2 separate regions of the Ovis aries genome follow, and region 1 is linked to region 2. The links are chromatin contacts, called in public Hi-C maps. All regions are on one chromosome and are shown on one strand. The core of a region is the stretch at or near the end of the contact, and the rest is flanking DNA. Distances in the headings are between cores, read along the strand shown. Region 1 holds the start of TXNDC9 (thioredoxin domain containing 9). Region 2 holds the start of REV1 (REV1 DNA directed polymerase).

The links. Hi-C and Micro-C count contacts between places; a contact is called where the count stands out from the background.
Region 1: a Hi-C map of hypothalamus shows a contact between it and region 2, with 3 times the contacts expected there. The contact joins the promoter of TXNDC9 here to the promoter of REV1 in region 2. A contact is called at or near these places in 4 of 16 Hi-C or Micro-C datasets (hypothalamus, liver, muscle and 1 more).

Annotation. Positions count from the first base shown.
Region 1 is chr3:102,013,342-102,018,514 of ARS-UI_Ramb_v3.0, forward strand. TXNDC9 (thioredoxin domain containing 9) reads left to right here and starts at 2,709. Exons shown (of 5, transcript XM_042246424.1): 1 at 2,709-3,053; 2 at 5,148-5,173. The coding sequence starts at 5,171. EIF5B (eukaryotic translation initiation factor 5B) reads right to left here and starts at 1,647. Exons shown (of 24, transcript XM_060413928.1): 1 at 1,452-1,647. The coding sequence starts at 1,486.
Region 2 is chr3:101,860,144-101,866,060 of ARS-UI_Ramb_v3.0, forward strand. It overlaps REV1 (REV1 DNA directed polymerase), which reads left to right and starts at 1,258. Exons shown (of 22, transcript XM_042246420.2): 1 at 1,258-1,451.

The DNA of each region.
Region 1 (5,173 bases), core at 1,459-3,958, 150 kb after region 2:
GCTGTGTTTCTGCGTTTTTTTTCCCCCTCAGGTATTCACCTTTCAGATACACTTAAAGGATTTACACATGAAACGATTTTCAGAGTTGCTTTAAAATATCCAGCAGGTAGATGAAACAGGACCAGTCACGTGACAACAATGGCTGAAGCTGGGTAACCGGTACAGGAAGCTTTACTACACTCATCTCTCCATTTCTTGTGTAAGGCTGAGGAAAAAGAAGTATCTCAGGCACCAAAACATCCTGTCAAAGGCACAGAAATTTTTGCCCCACTAGATCACCCCAGAATTCTGCTTATTTTTTCTTATTTATCTGGCTACTCTTCAAACCAACCAACTTCCTCCAATAGACCTCTAACTGAAATACAAGACACTTCGTGTCTTTTTAACTCCATTCAACAGCTAGGTGAGGGCCAGGTCAGGATACGACCCAGGATTCCAAATCACAACTAGTAATCGCATTCAAACTTCAAGAGCAAATACACGTTTTGAGTCGAAATGAACTATCACAGGGTGTTGTTTTTGTTTTTCGAATTTCTCTTATTATGCCCAGTATCTGAACTAACTTTGGTGAGTAGTTTACAAAGGTGAAAAATAACATATGTTGTTCACTCCCAGGAAGTAAGCCCTTTCCATGAAGAGGGGTAAAGAACTCCACCGAATATGACACCCAGGAATGTTACAATCATCTCGGGGTACTCAACTCTACATACACCCTTAAGCTCCCTCGCCCCCAAAGCCTTCTTAAGTGGTTAGAAAAGAGCGACCCTGGTTGGTTTGTTTCATCTCCTCCTTTCTTAGGGGAGGTGCTAGCGAGTAAAGAAATGACCAAAAGGCCGGAAGAAGGAACGCGAAAAGCATGGAGTCTGGACAATCAGCCCGTAAGTAATTGAAAGCTGAACCAAATTAACTGAAGTTAAGACAGAGCAACCTGCTACGCTCCTCGCGTTGTCTCTAACGTGCCTGAGAGGCTCCGAGGGGGAGAACCACCTGGCTGGAGGCACGTCGCATTCCAAACCCTTCTCTCTCCAAGAATTCATAGGCACACAGGCAAAAGAACAGAACTCTTCCAGACCTCCGCCAAGAGCAGCGCCGCAACAACAACTCCCACCCGCCCGTGCCACGGTGGCCAAGCGGCCCCCGGCTCCGTGAGGCCGCCCGAGCCCTGCCCCACGGCACCGCGAACCCCAGAACGACTCCCGGCTCCTCAAGCCAGAGACCTTCTCGCGAGCCGGGCGAGGGGACGGAGTCTCGGCTGGGACCCCGCTCGCCGCCGAGGCCCTCCTCGCCCGCCCGGAACTGGGGTCTCGGGCCCGCGCTGCCCACTCTGGGTCCCGGCCTGTGCCTCGCGGGGCCGCTCTCGAGCCTCGACCTGGGTCCGCCCCGCGCCCGCGGGAGCCGCGCGACCCCCTGAGCCGCGCCGGCCGCCGCGGTGAGGACCCCGCCACTAGTACCTGTCTTCGCTCTTGTTTTTCTGCTTCTTCCCCATCGTGTGTCAGCGGCGCTCGCAGCCCCAGCCCCTCTACTCGGTCTCTCACAGACCCGCTGTCCCTCGGCTGACTTCGGTCTCCGCTTGGCTCCGTGCCCCTCGCGCTGCCACCTCTCGCACCCGGCTCTCCACAGACCCGCGCACTGGGACAGGGCACATATGGTGTGAGCTCCGAGTGCGCAAGCGCATCGCCCCGCCGCCTCGGCGTGGGGACGCAGGGCGCGGCTCATCGAGAGCTGCGCCGCGGGTAGAGCGTCTCTAGTTACCCGTCCGTCAGGCGGGAACCCGAGCGCCCTCTTCCGGCAAGCGTCCGCGGCGCTCCGAGGTCCGCGGGGTTTCAAGATTCTAGAACCTGGAGGTGGACAATGAGGTTGACAATTTCCCCGGTCGGCCCTCTCCCTGCTGGGGGACGCAGAGTTGGGGAATTGGATCTCAGTTCAAAAGCCGACTTTGGGCTTCCCTTCCACCTTTAACCTCTGTCCCTCTGTACTCAGCTGCGTGAAGTTCAATAAAGAAGCATAGTGAGCCACGGGTGAGCCGTCTGGGTGTTCCAAAGGGAGACAGAAATCCACAATATTGAGCCTCGTAGTCATGTCCATGAATTACCAAAACAAACAAACCATAAAAAAAAAAGGACACACCCATTAATTCTCCTAAATAGATCATGATCTTTACATTCAAACCGAGAACAAGCTCTAAAAATTTATGTCAGGGAAGTCGCGAGGGAGCATACTAGGGTTGTAAAAGTGTTTTATATCCGGATCTGGACAACGACTCTATGTATTAACTATGTAAAAACTTACACGTAAGTTATACTTTAATTGTTTTTTAAAGGGGGGAATTTTTCAATAAACCGAATGGAAACAAAATTGGAGTGCCACTTCAGAGCAGGGTCATTGCTATTTCCTTTCTGATGTAACACTGTTGATGTGTCAGAGCCTAAGAACGTCGACTCCAGGCTAAGCACTAAAGAAACTACAATCTCCGGCGTACTTCGCTCCCCAGCCCTCTCGGCTGTTTACTCGGAGGGAGGGAAAGGTTCGTTCAAACGCCGAGAGTTCGGAGAGCCGGAGCACAGGAAAGGTGGAGAAGGGCGCACGCGCAGAAGCGCTCGCCGCGCGCACTGCCCCCCTCCTCCGCACTACCTCCACTTCCTGGGACGTCGCAGCTGCTATCGCGTGAGATCCGCGGCCAATGAGGAGGCGGTAGTGACGGCCGCTTCGCAGCTACCCGCAGCTGCTTGGAGGCTGAAGCCAGAGAGGATTGCTCTTCTGGAGAGGCTGGTTCTTCGTATCTCAGGTATCGCCGAGAGCTCAGGTGAGGCAGAGAGTGGCGTGAAAAAACCGGCCATACATCCTGGTGCTAACGGACGCCCGACTGCTCCGCATCCTGCCTAGGCGAGGGAGGGGCGCGGCTCGGGCCCTGGAGTCCCCGCCACGGGGGAGGCTTTGGCGCATGCGCCGGGGAGGCTTTGAAGCTGGGGGCCCCTCGCCTCTGCCCTCGTCTGTTCCCGGGGTGCGGGGAGTGGCGAGGGTACTTTTGGGAAGCGGCTGCCGCGCGGTTAACGGTGAGGCCCCCTGGTTGTTTTGGCGGGTGCATACAGGGGAATCGCGGAAATGGTTAGGTAACTTCAGGACACGTCCCTCCCCACCATTCAGTTGAACTGAAAAAAGAATCGGAAGCTTTTGGTTTGGAGAATGAAGTTATCTCTGCACCATCTCCTTTCCCCCTTTCTGAAGGCAATGACCAGCACAACCTGCCCCCTAGAACAACTCTTGTTAATCGCGTCTCCTCCCAATCATCCAGAGTTAAATTCTGAGCTCAGCCTGTAAAACTCCAGGGACAAGCATCCGCTACGCCCCTTGTAAAGAACAAGGTCTGGCAAGCAAGTCTGTGTTTAACACATACTACTTTTCTGTCTCATCCTCCCCGATCCTGAGAGTCATAGCCTTAAGTTTTTCTTGAGAAGTAGGGAGTGTGAAATTCATTTCCTGTATTTGAAATGCAGGTCCTTTAAAAGTTTATCGCCTGTGAGGAACTTACATTTTGGTTTTTAAAACCCAGACATACTTTTAAAACATAACCATAATTTGAACAATAGCTAGACACATGCTACTTCAACCATTGACAAATATTTTTTGCACACCTGCAGTGTTCCCCACATTGCTAGCTCCAGGAATACAAAGATAAAATCCAGGATGCTTTTAGACTGCTTTTCATGTGGGGAAAAAAAATGGAATCAGAGGAGAATTTTGCAGGAAAACTATTTCAATTCAGTTCAACAGTTAATAGAGGGTCTGGTGGGCCAGTCTGTGTCAGAAGCTGGGCAAATGAGCTCACAAATTTCAGATTATTTAAAAGTGCTTCAGTAGTAGTTGAAAACATATCATAGTTAGTTGAGATCAACAGTCTCCTGCTTTGACAACTTATAAATTTCTGTGGTAATAACCCAGAAGTACATAAAATCACCATCTAACTGTTGCTGGTAGAAAATAACTTATTTTAAAATACGCAGTTGAAATAGATAACCAACAAAGACACTGTATAGCACAAGGAACTCTGTTCAGTAATCTGTAGTAACTTAAATGGGAAAAGAATTTGAAAAAGGGAATTGAGTATGTATAAATTAATCACTTTGCTGTATACCTGAAATACAACATTGTAAATCAACTATATGCCAATATAAAATAAAAATTTTAAATAAATAGACTATGTCATTGAGATCTGCATTAGAGTCTGTTTTTAAACTCCTATCTTACATAGAGGAGTGATGGTAAAATCAATATGCTTTTAGTATTTGGAATGTTTGACATCAAAGTTATGAGCACTGAGTGTCACTAAATCAATACTAGTATCAATCTTTGTGGGCTCTTAGACTTTATTAGTTACTGAGAGAACAGAATTGGAAACTAGAGCTTAGGGACACCAGGCAGAGTTCTTTACACAAGTTGTAATGAGCTCTCTTCAGAGTTAAAATCATTTAGGCAGAGATGAAAAATAATGTTTTTTGCTCAAATGTGCTCTATCTTAAAAGCAAAATTTGGTGTGTACACATATGTGTAAAACATGGCTACAGTTACACTTTATCACGTTTGCAGTCATTTCTGCTTTGCGTCTCTTTTCCTTTGGTAGAGAATACTGTCAGTATACAACACCAGGTTTAGTTTCAGCTGCTCATTTCTTTCTGGTCTGGTGATGGTCTTAAAGATTTCTTTGCTTTAGAATAGTAAACAAAGTCAAAAGCACTCTAACCTTTGGTCTAAATTATTTTTGACTAGTGTGACTTCCCTGGTGGTACAGAACCCACCTGCCAGTGCAGGAGACATAAGAGACAGGGTTTGATCCCTGGGTCAGGAAGATCCCCTAGAGGAGGACGTGGCAACCCACTGCAGTATTCTTGCCTGGAGAATGCCATGGACAGAGGAGCCTGGCAGGCTACAGTCAGACACAACTGAAGCGACAACACGCAAGAGTGACTATAACCTGTTGAAAATTAAATTTTAAAATATTTAAGTAAAAATTCTTAACATGACATGGTTGGTTGTCAGCAGAACACTTTGTGAACTCCAAATTGTATATTTGCTAGCATTTTGGGAACTAAGAGAAAGTTTCTTGTCTTATTTTTTTCTCCAACTTTGTAAACCTTCTCTCCTGCATCAAGGCTGAACCGTACCATTTAGAAGAATG
Region 2 (5,917 bases), core at 8-2,507:
GAGTGGGTTGCCATTTCCTTCTCCAGTGCATGAAAGTGAAAAGTGAAAGTGAAGTGCCCGACTCTTAGCCACCCCATGGACTGCAGCCTACCAGGCTCCTCAGCTATAAAGCAGCAAAAAAGAAGGGACTGGAAAAAAGAAACAAGTTGAATACTGGAGAAGGCAATGGCAACACACTCCAGTGGGCTGAATCACCAGTAAACAAGTCTCTGCTCTGCAAAAGCAGTTTTGAAAAGAGTACTAACTGTTTCCTAAGCACTTGCAAACTCTTCAAGTCTTTCAGGTAAGGGAATAAATGGACAGTGTTGAGCCTTTGCTAGGGGGTTCGCTTCATGCTCGTGCATTGCAACAACAAAGACTATTGTAATGGAGATATGGGATGATCTGGCAAACCAAAACTGCCAAGAGAGGGAAAACAGTCCTTATGCAACAACTTGTCTTTTGCCAGAAGGTCCTCAATTATAATTGTATTTAGACATAGATAATATATGATTTTTTTTGGACAGTATCAAATTGCTTTCACGTGTCACCCCAGTGCTGCATGTGGGATGGGCCACCTGCCGCAGGTTTACAAATATCCAGGTGCAATGCAGGGCGAGCCTGGTCGCGCAGGGACCAGTGTTCGAGCCCCCAAAGGAGCTGGCAACGCTCACCCTCGGCGGCGCAGCGTTTGTTCCCACTAATCTCCGTGGGCCCTGATTCCCGGTCGCCCCCTGACACAGCCAAGTGTCAGTTCGCGAGTGTCCCTTCCGTCACTAGATGTCACTGTGAGTCAACGGCTAGTGGCGGGGGACCCCGGTGTTTTACGGATCTTCCAGGGTTTCCAGCATGGTCAGTCCCCGTACTTGTGCCCTCCCAGACCCGGGAGCGCAGAGCCGGGCGGGGCCTCCGGGAGGCCGGGACGGCTCCGCGACCCAAGCGGAAGGCGCGACGGGCTCGGGCTGCAAGGCTGGCGGCGCGATGCGGAAGGCGGACCAGCGCCGCGCTCCTCTCCGCCCCCGCGAGCGAGATGGTCAGGTGCCACGGAGGCGCGGCCCGCTGCGGGCCGGCGGGGGAGGGCAGGGGCTCGGCGCCCGCGGTTCGCCATCGCCCAGGGCAGGGCTCCAGGCGGGCGCGGGCGCCGCGCGGGGCGGAGCTCAAGCAGCCGCGGGCGGGGCGGGGCGGGGCCGGGCGGGGCGGGGCCTGGGAGCGCGCCGGCCGCCGGAGGGGGCGGGGCGGGGCGGAGCCGCGGCGCGCGCGCCCGCCGGGGGGAGGGGCGGAGCGGGCGCCGAGCGCGCGCAGGCCGGCCGCCGCGAGCGTGGGGCGAGCGTGGACCGCGGCGCGGCGGTGCGACTCCTTCGCCGGCCCTCCTCCCCGCCCCCGGCGAGGGCACCGTGTGCGGCGGCGCCGGGGCCCGCGAGGCCGGAGGAGGCGGCCGCGCCCGGGCATGGTGGTCTGGGACAGGGCTGAAGGTGAGCGACCCCGGGCCGGCGGCGGGGGTGGGGGCGGGGTGGGAGCGGCCCCGCGTCGCCCGGCGCGGCGGCCTGAGGCGGGGCGGGGGCGGGCGCGCCGGCCCGGGCCCCGCGGCCGTTGGGCTCGCGGCCTGGGCGGCCCGCGGCGCCCGAAGCGCGGCAGCTGCCGGGTTATGTAACGCGTGACCTCCCCTTCCCCCTCCGCCATGGCGCGGCCGGCCCGGCGCCGCCGCCCGCGCTCGGCCGCCCGCGGAGGCGCCTCGCCGACGACCCGCGCCCGCGGCCCTCTCCGCCGCGCCCCGCGCCGGCCCCGCTCGGACCGCGCCGCAAACTCCCGGCTGCTGCGCCGGCGCCGCGCCGGCTCTTCAGCCCCGCGCCATTCATTCGTGCGCGCGGGCGGCCGGGCTCCAAGCGTCGCGGGCTGGCGGCAGGGGCCCCGCGCCGGACGCTCCGCCCGGCCTCCCGCCGTGGCGTCTCCCCTCCGCCCCGCGGACCCGGGAATCGGCGTCGGACTCTCCGAAGGCAGTTTTTACTCACTTGTTTTCCCTGGTTACTTATCTGTTGCCTTAATACGCGGGCACCTGTCCCCAACTGTCCTGACAAGCGTCCCTCGCCCACTGCACTCCTTGTGAAATGATTCAGCACTTGAGTGGACGGAGAGGGGCATTTCCCTACATGTTTCCTTGCTCTTACTGCCGAAACTCAGTTGGGAAAGAATTAACGTTAGTGTATCACTCCTTAGTTGACGCCACCCCCCCCCCCCCAACCCTCCTGTGATTAAAAAAAAAGGATTGCAGGTGTTGAGTCTACTATTTCTGCCTTCCGCATCTTTTCAGGTCACGTCCAGCGTAGAGATGGTATCCTTTAAATGAGAATAACTAGACTAGCACGTACCATAAAAGAGCTTGTAACTAGCTGGTAAGGACTTTATGTAATTCTGATTAATTCTGTCTGCTTAGCCTGTCCACTATAGTCTGCGAGAATTAGCCTTTTCCTCTTTAGTGTGGAACGGAGGTAACCTTGGGTACCGTCTACCTGCTTTCCAAACTTCCATCTCTGCTTTTGCACGTAGGCTCGTCTTAGCCGGAGCAGAAGCTGCTAGAGTCTTTCCCCCTCGCTGTACTTCCTAGACTCGGGGAAGCTCACCTGTGGGTGTTACTGGCTCAGTCCTGTCTGACTCTTTGCGACCCCATGGACTGTAGCCCGCCAGGCTCCTCTGTCCATGGAATTCTCCAGGCAAGAACACTGAAGTGGGTTGCCATTCCTTTCTCCAGGAAAGCTCACCTAGAGTCCCTCTCTTTCCAGCAATCCTTCCCTGATCTAGAAGGCTCTTCATTCACTCCTTAGGCTGTTTGCCACTTCTCAGATATTATTGATGATTTTCTTTTTATTTGCATCCTGTCTTTATCTGTAGGTCTTTTGAGGACAGAATCTGTACCAGACTTTCAGAGAACATTACTCCTACTTCATGGTAAACGATTGATATTTAAGATTTTTTTTTTTAAAGGTGGGAATCTTTATGATTAATTTCTTTGGAATCTCAAGCAGAAAATACTTTTTCAAAGTAATGTATTTGAAAATGTAAGATCACTTCATCTTCTGCACTCCCAACTTCAAAACTCAGATTCTTCATAAAAGAAACCCAGCCCCACCACCAACAAGGTAGTCAGTAATAAGAAGCCAGAAAGAGTCCACGTAATACATATTTTAGAGTCCTGTCTTTGATAGCTGCTGTAGTAGAAAGACAAGAACTTCAGAGTTAGATGTAGGCTTAAATCCTGGCTCTGTCTGTTGTTATCTTGGACAATTTAAGTTACTGATTTCTCTGATTTTTTTTTCTCTCATTTGTGTAATGAACTTTGTACCTTGGGTATCTGAGGATTAAATGAGTTCTTGAATGTAGGGCGTCTAGTGAGTCCCTGGTACATCGTGGTTCTCCCTCAATACATGTTATTCCCTTTGGTGTACTTTATTGCAGTCCACAACCTGTTAATAGTATGAGCTGGGATGTGCTGAGACGAAGTGTGAGAAGAAAGCTCATCAGAAGAGCTACCACTTTTTGTCTCCAAGTAAATGAACAACCCCTGAACTAAAGAGCAGTAAAGCTTTCTGCTCCTCAAGAATGTATGGGTTTGTGTGGCATATGATAAATTATAAGAGTATGTTTGTAACTGAAGGAAATACTTTTTAACCTTTTTTTCCTCCTATAACAGTACCCACTAAAGCATTAACATGGATATTTTAAAAAACTGATTTTTTTTTCAAAATCAAGTCAGGAATGGGGGATGAGGAAGGAGGAATATTTTAGAGTCTTTTTCAGGGACAGTTAGCTTGCATGCTGTTCTTTTAGTGTCTACTGATAATTAATACATGGATCCTTGTCCTAGTTGAGGCATCTCAGTTGTGACAGTGCCTTCCCCCGTGACCCTGTTTCTCTTGGTCTTACTGACTGATCCCAAAGCAACAGAGTGGTGGTCTTTTTAAAAACATAAATTACACCCTCACTCTTCTTGATCAAAATCCTGCAAAAAGCTTCCTGTCACCCTTAGAATTGACTCAGAACTTTTTGCCGTTTCTTGAACAAATCACGCTGTTCCTGTCTTAGGGATGTTATCCCTGCTGTTCTTTAAGTTGGCCTGCCCCTTCCTCCTGGTGGTGATCTTGCCTTGACAGATGTCTTCCGTTTGCTGCTTAGATGTCATCACATCAGAATGATTCCTTCTCTTACCCCTAAGATGAAGCCAGCCCCTGTCTCTGTCACTTTCGATTTATTTTGTTTGTTATCTCTTCTTGGCATGTATTACGAGGTAAGATCCGTCTAGTCAAGGCTATCGTTTTTCCTGTGGTCATGTATGGATGTGAGAGTTGGACTGTGAAGTAGGCTGAGTGCCGAAGAATTGATGCTTTTGAACTGTGGTGTTGGAGAAAACTCTTGAGAGTCCCATGGACTGCAAGGAGATCCAGCCAGTCCATTCTGAAGGAGATCAGCCCTGGGATTTCTTTGGAAGGAATGATGCTAAAGCTGAAATTCCAATACTTTGGCCACCTCATGCGAAGAGTTGACTCATTGGAAAAGACTGTGATGCTGGGAGGGATTTGGGGCAGGAGGAAAAGGGACGACAGAGGATGAGATGGCTGGATGGCATCACCAACTCGATGGACGTGAGTCTGAGTGAACTCCGGGAGTTGGTGATGGACAGGAAGGCCTGGGGTGCTGCGATTCACGGGGTCACAAAGAGTCAGACACAACTGAGAGACTGAACTGAACTGAACTGAACGCTCTTCATGTATCCATTTCCCCCATAAGACTTGTTTGTTCCAAGACCTCTTCTCCACTGGAGGGCAGAGGCCTTGTCTGACTTGTTCGTGGCTCTGTCCCTGATGCTTAGAATGGTGCTTGGCACACAGTATGCTCTCAGTTAAACCTGTTAAGTGAATGAATGATATATAGTTGATGTGAACATTAGTTCTGGAGTCAGACAGCCTGGGTCCTCCATTTACTGATTGTGTGGCTTTGGGCAAGTGAATATCTTTTTGTGCCTTAGTTTGCCTTCCTTGTAAGATGGGACAGTAATACCTACTTTATAGGATTATGGTAAGAAGTTAAAACATATAAAGTGCTTAGAATGGGCTGTTTCACAGTTTTGAAAGCCAATACGTGAAATTAGCTTTGAGTATTCACTTAGGACTTTTGTGTTTTTGCATGAGATAAAAATGCAGTTCATCCAGTTTTATCTTTATTTTGCTGAATTTTTCTGGCTACCAAAGTTATATTTATGGAACTCCCTTTTAAAATAAATACATTTTGTGGATCTCTAGAACGGATTAAAAAAATAAATTCCTGAGAACAGTGACAGGTATTTGGTCTTTAGGTGTAAGTCAGCTTTATTCTTAGATCTGTGGAAGATGCTAAGAGTGATTATCTCAACAGTCGTCCACTGGAGTGGCTTTTATATCTTTTCCTTTGAAGTTCAGCTGGAGATGTGATTGTGGTGATGAAAGGACTTACTGGAGGCTGAAGACAGGAAAATCCTTGAGATCCAGTTGAAGTACAAGTCTTGTAGTTGGGAAAGAGGAGATGTTTCACCATCTTTAGTGTGTTCAATTTCTGCCTTCTTTCATGATGGGTTCCACACCTGAAAAATGTGTTTGGTTCTTAGGTAGAGCTTATAGTGTGCTCAGTCATGTCTGTCTCTTTGCAGCCCCATGCACTGTATGGACTTTACAACCTCTAGGCTCCTCTGTCCCTGGAATTCTCCAGGCAGGAATACTGGAGCGGGTAGTCATTCCCTCCAGAGGATCTTCCTGACCCAGGGATTAAACCTGTATCTCTTGCGTCTCCTGCATTGGCAGGTGGATTCTTTACCACTGAGCCACTTGGGAAGCCTCAGTACTATACTGAAAGTGAAAAACAGAGGGGTTGTGAGTGTATTGGTGGTCCATCCTCAGGACTGGGTGGCCAGTTG